2 separate regions of the Zea mays genome follow, and region 2 is linked to region 1. The links are chromatin contacts, called in public Hi-C maps. All regions are on one chromosome and are shown on one strand. The core of a region is the stretch at or near the end of the contact, and the rest is flanking DNA. Distances in the headings are between cores, read along the strand shown.

Region 1 (3,026 bases), core at 64-2,563:
ATAGGCTCGGGCGAGACGAAGACTTGCCTGAGGCGGAAGATCCTCGGGGAGGGGTCTCGGCGCTTATGGGGAAGACTCTTGCGACGGACCTCGGGTGAGGAGATGGCTTGGCCTCTTACCTTCGGGGATTATGTATGGGCCATTAACTTTTTCTAAGCACACTTTTAGAGGTGTAATCCGGGTACCCCTAATTATCACACCCGACACAATTGGTATCCTTTCTAGTTCAAATAAAGACCTGTGAACAGAAAAAGGTATCATGTACCAAGTACTACTATTCATGAAATAGTTTCAAGCCTTCAACCTGGAAACTGAGGTTCATTAACAGGACCTTGTTAGGGCCTGTTAGCATGTAAGAGCTAATTGTTAGCTAGCTAAAATTAGCACTAGTGCATCCAAACAGAAGAGCTAAGGTGGGTTATTTTTTGGCCAAGTCTAAAAGTCTTTAACTAGTTTTTAGCTAAGTTTTAGCCCAACTAATAAATTAACTACCCCGAGCTCATTCAAATAGGCCCTCGGTCAGTTACTCTGTTTAAGCACCGGAATCAGATATCACTATATCAGATCAAATTGAAATGCACTTCTAGTCTGCTACGGGGTTTTTTTTTTGTAAAGAGACTATGCAAAATGCTATTTACATAAAATAAACTCATACTTACAGCTGACAAATTGAGCAAAAGCATCCATCCCCAAAACTTACATTTTGTCGGAGATGACGCCAGAAATGGCACCGGGGAACAGCGCAGCTGCAGTGGTAGAGGCAAGGCGCGCGGTCGTCTGCTCTCTGCCAAGCCCACACCGCACGAACTCATCCTCCCCAAACACGGAATGGATACCTTCAACCACTGACCAACAATAACAAACAACACCGCCCGATTAGGCGCGGCGCGGCAGCTCGACAAAGGCGGGAGACTGTAGGGGCGCGCTAGCTACTCACCGGACGCGAGGGAGAAGAGGACGAGGAAGGCGCGGCGGAACCGGAGGAAGGGTGCGGCTCCCACGTCGAAGGGGGACGAGGGTCCGGTGGCGTGCGCCGCAGTCCTCGGGGAAAGGTAAGGGAGGAGGAGCACCGCGGCGAGGGCGGCGGCGGAGAGGAGCGGGTAGGCGAAGGGGCTGAGTGCCCACTCCTCCCGCTCTACCACCACCCCCATCGCCGGACTCGGCCCGTATCCTCGGGATCCGTGGCTGGGTCGCAGGAGTCGGAGGCGGGTGGTGGGACCGGACGGCGAGGTAGTGGCGTCGCCGACGAGATCGACGGGGAAGGGAAGAGGAAAGGAAAGATGGGAACAGCACGACGAGAAGTTGGGCTGTTGGGCCAAGGCCGCGAAGCACGTATCTGGCCCGCTCCAAATTTCAGTGACCAAAAATGGATGTGTTTCAATTTCAATGACCAAAAATGGGAAATTTGCCAAAAAAATCCCAGTAGAAACCGATCCCGCCTAGGACCGGTAAGGGCTTGTTCGGTTAATCCCGTTAACTATAGAATGGATAGATTAGAAAAAATTAAGAAGTTTGATTTAGGCCTTGTTCAGTTATTCCCATTATATATAGATTGGATGAGATTAAAAAAAATTTAGGCCATGTTCGGTTACATCGGATTGTGGCCATGAATTATTCCAACTAATCAATACTAGTACAAATAAACTTATCATTCTAACCGGAACAGTTACAATGGAACCGTTCCGGAGTAAACGAACAGGTCCTTAAAAGAACTTTGACTTGCTTGTGATTTAAACTCACTCAATCTCACTCAATCCACATGAGTTGAGAACTAACCGAACAAGTCCTTTACTTAAGATTTAAACCTATCCAATTCTACTTAATCCACATATATTGAGAGTTAAGCGAACAAACCCTAACGAGAAATAATAGCGGAACCCGCTGGCTTTCGCTCGAAAAGTTTAACCGTGTCTGTGTCTCGCTAAAAAAAGGCATGGGTGCTCCATGGCTCTGTAGGTTACCGTGAGCCGGTCACGCGAGTCGCTTTGGTTTCGTACCCGTCTCATGATGGAGCGGGGCTTCACAAATGACGCGCGGCGGCGAGACGGAACAGTGTGAGCGTGAATGACTGGGAGGCCGTGCGGTGACACGCAGCGTGGCTGGCCTGGGCGCCTGGCCACGGACGACACGGAGCGCCCGTGAATGACTGGGAGCCAGCGCAGCGCAGCGCAGGGTGCAGTGTGCAGCCGTGCAGGTGCGGGGTGCAGCGAGCCAGCGACGCAGACAGCGCGCGCGATGTCGATGTCGAAGGCGCGGCGACACGTGCTACTGTGACGATGCAGTGGCACCGTCGCATCGAGCTGCCATGGCAACGAGGCCGGCCGCACTCGCCGCCAGTGCTCTGAGAGCACGGCAGCGTGGGCGGGCGTGCTGCGGTGCAGGCGGCGCGCGGTCACGCTCACGCACGCTCGGCGGCCGCCGGCCCAATCGGCTCCCGGCGAGGACAGAAGGCGCACCTGCACCCTGCACAGCGGTCGGCAAGGAGGCGAGTGAAAACAGAAAGGTACTGTACGCGGTACGCCTGATGAATCCTGATAAAAAAAAGGGTTAGGAGGGGTAGGTTTGACCGCGGATTTGACTGGATTGTTAATCAGGCGGCAGCATGGCTGGGTCTGGGTGCACTGCAGACTGCACGCATGGAAGGTCGAGAAAAAGAGAGAGAGAGAAAAAAAAACAATGGCGCGCGCCTGCCGGCGGCCCGGGGCGGTGTGCCGTGCGCGTGTTCGGAATCCCAACGGCAGGCAGCAAATGGGGGAGGGGCGCACGATACGTGATTCCAGTTACTATTTGCCTGCCAACCCGGCGCCACAGCCCACAGCCCACAGTGGCCGGGTAGCGGGCAGCGCGCGCGAGTTGCTTGGATTTTGAGCGCCCCGCCCGCCCGCCCGCCAACAGCCCACTGACGACCAACCACAATGACGCCTTTCTTGGAGTTGAAGGGGGTCGGGACGATCGATCGACAGTGCGGATCACGTGCAGTCCCCTGGCCCCTGGGCCCTGGGCCTCCTACTATACTAGTACTAGTA
Region 2 (3,026 bases), core at 312-2,811, 300 kb before region 1:
AGCGCCGAGACGTACCACTGGTCCTTCTCCTTTCCCCGGTGGCCGGTGTTCCACCGCAGCTTCCTGAACCCGACGCGATCCAGCATCGGCGCGAGCGTGGCGTTCAGCTGCATGGCGGCGCAGACGAAGTGGTCCAGCCAGAACAAGCCCCCGGGCCTGAGCACCCTGTACACGTCGTACAGCGCGAACTCCAGCATGTCGCCGGCGCCGAGGCCATGCCCCGCGTGCACGATATCCATGGCGCCGTCGAACAGGGGCAGCCGGTGCGCGGGGGTAACGTGAAGCGCCACGAGGCCGCGCGACGCGACGAAGCTGCCGAACGGCGCGCCGGAGTCGACGGCCGCGGTGAGCACGGTGGCCCCCGCGCGCTCCAGCATCCGCGCGGCGAACGTGCCGGAGGGGGAGCCGCCGCCGAGGTCCAGGCCGATGCGCACCGTGCCGTTGGGACGCGCCCGGAGCACGGCGTCGATGGAGTAGGACAGCGCGCCGTCGTCGCGCGCCCATCTACCCCGCCCGCGCCGCAGGTCGAAACATGATCCGCCGTCGCCGTCGCCGCCGCAGCCAGTGATGTTACCGCGGGCGGCCGCGAGGCACGAGTAGCTCTTGCACGCGTACGCGTCCCAGACGACGGTGGTGTCCGGTGGCGTGGTCCACAGGCTCCGGGGCAGCGGCGCCGGCTGCGGGTACCCCTTGGGCGAGCGCGGGCGGCAGCGGCGGCGCGGCAGCGGCTCGCAGCCGCTGAGCATGAGCCTGTGCGCGAGTTGCTCGTCTGACGGGCACTCCCCGCCGGGTGCGTAGTCCATGTAGCGCTCGAGATCGTCCTGAACGCGGACGCACGCGTGGCCCAGGACCGGGACCGCAGCCTCGGTCACATCGTGGTGGCGCGGGCCGACACCGACAGCGAGCCTGAGCTCGCCCGCGGGCTCGCGCTTCCATTCGCCGCCGCCAGTGGCGGAGAGCTCCTCCCGCATGGCGTGCAGGAGCGTGCGGAGGAGCTCGTTGGCGGTGCGGACGCGGGCGTGGAGGTCCGCGAGGTCGGCGCGGCCGGCGGCGAGCGCGGCCTGCGTGGCGTTGAGGTCCGCGTGGAGCGCCGCGGAGCCGTCCCAGAGGCGGACGATGGTGGCGGCGGGCCTGTAGCCGCCGCCGTAGCGGCGGAGCAGGGAGGACCCGGCGCCGGAAGAGACGACGGCGACGGAGACGGCGTTGGTGAGCAGGAACATGAGCAGCGTGGCCGCCGTGGTGCAGCTGCAACAGTAGCAGCGGCGCCGCGTCGGCGGCAGCGGCTTGTTCTTGCCGTTGCCGTGGAGGTCGTCGTCGTCCATCACCGATGGGCTCGATCGATCTCACTTAGCAAGCAGGCAGGATCGAAGTGAGACGAGGGGCACAATGCAGAGATAGCAGTAGTCCAAGAGTAGATCACACATCGAAAAGCTCGCGACCGCTTGCTGCCGATCGTATTCGTATGTACGTACGCCTACAGTTTGATTTGCATAGTACGTGGGCATGGCGGACTAATTGGCGGTTGCTTGCGAGTGCGACGCGGGAAAAGGGGGAGGGTAGCTTCATTTGCAGGCGTGCGCTCGCTTCGAGATGAGAGACGTTAAGAGGCGCCGCCATTTGCTTGCTAGATTGCTTTGCTAGCAACACGCTCGTAAAGTCGTACGTAAAGTGTTTTTTTTCTCTTCTTTTGAGGATCACGTGATGTGCTGAGAGATTGAGTGATATTATACCAAAGTGAAATCCAGGAAGAAAAGCAGTTGGCGGGCGGGACGGCCCAGCACAGCCCAGCCTAATAGGGAGGGGCGGAGGGCGTATTATGGGCTGTAAACATGTAAATGTCCTCACAGTTTTGGACCAGCTGTGGAGTAGGTGGGCTTCAAACCCATGCCGGTAGGCCCGCTAGAGGAGAAATTTACGTGCACTGAACAGGCTAGCTGCTTTCCTCTATCTCTCTCTCTCAAAAAAGAATGAGTAGTACGTGCAGTGTGCAGTGTGCAGTGCATGCAACACGGCATCGGTACCCACTAGACCGCCGCACTTGATACGATTGGCGGCAGGCAGGTTGGGAGTACGGAGCACCGCACAGGCACCCAACCGCCGCGCGCTTTTACGTCCTGTCCATGCACGTATTGGGCCCACTACCAGGGCGAGCAGTGTGCATCCTGGGCCGCCATTCCTTGTTGATCTTGGGTGGGTTCTAGTAGAGTGAGAAGGTGATGAACTAGAGAGAGGGTAGGAATGGGAGACGAGACTAGTGTTGCTAATCATGAAATATAATCTTCCCATGTATGAGCTAATAAGGACATGCTTATATATGACAGCTGGGGACTGTTGGGTGTGTCCCCTACAGCCGGTCAATAAAGACCGGATTGAGCTTAACCTAATTAACCGTCTCTTTAATCGGGCCCTTGATCGGAAGAGCCCATGCTAACCTCGATTGGAGCCCCCAGGCACACGACGCTATAAATATAGGACTAAGGGGTCACAGGAAAGACTAACACTAGTACCTCGCCCCAAAACCCTAGTCCCTAAAGGCCCCCATCGCCTAAGCGTCGGAGTGTCTGGAAACGCGACAACCTACAGCGGCTCGGATCCCGATACCTGCTGCTTCTCTGCAGAGCAACGGAATGAAGATGGCAACAACGACAACTCTCCAACAATCGAGGTTTTTATTCCAATTACGGATTGGTATTCTAGGGACTTAGTAATCGATCCTAAAAACCATAGAATCTAACAATGGTATCAGAACCATGTTATTATTTGTTTTTCTATGCATTATTGTTTATTATGAAGCCTATGTGGATTAATTCTCATTAAGTGCATAAAAATTCAGATTTTTTGTGATGATTGAATATTTTGACCAATGTTGAATATTGTTGCCATTTATACAAGAATTAAGTTTTCTAGATCATCCAACGATGGTTTAGAATTTTAAGAACTAGAAAATTTTGTAGATCAGACATGGTTATTATTTGACCAATGTCAAATATTTAATTCATGCAAGTTCTATGTTTCAGTATTTACTT

Evidence for each region. Hi-C and Micro-C count contacts between places; a contact is called where the count stands out from the background.
Region 2: a contact with region 1 is called in a Hi-C map of leaf, with 6 times the contacts expected there. The contact joins the promoter of LOC103653138 here to the promoter of LOC100279893 in region 1. A contact is called at or near these places in 2 of 25 Hi-C or Micro-C datasets (ear and leaf).

What each region holds. Positions count from the first base shown.
Region 1 is chr4:40,317,354-40,320,379 of Zm-B73-REFERENCE-NAM-5.0, reverse strand. It overlaps LOC100279893, which reads right to left and starts at 1,313. Exons shown (of 9, transcript NM_001320477.1): 1 at 938-1,313; 2 at 701-845. The coding sequence starts at 1,151.
Region 2 is chr4:40,618,549-40,621,574 of Zm-B73-REFERENCE-NAM-5.0, reverse strand. LOC103653138 (S-adenosyl-L-methionine-dependent methyltransferase superfamily protein) reads right to left here and starts at 1,561. Exons shown (of 1, transcript XM_008680096.3): 1 at 1-1,561. The coding sequence starts at 1,322.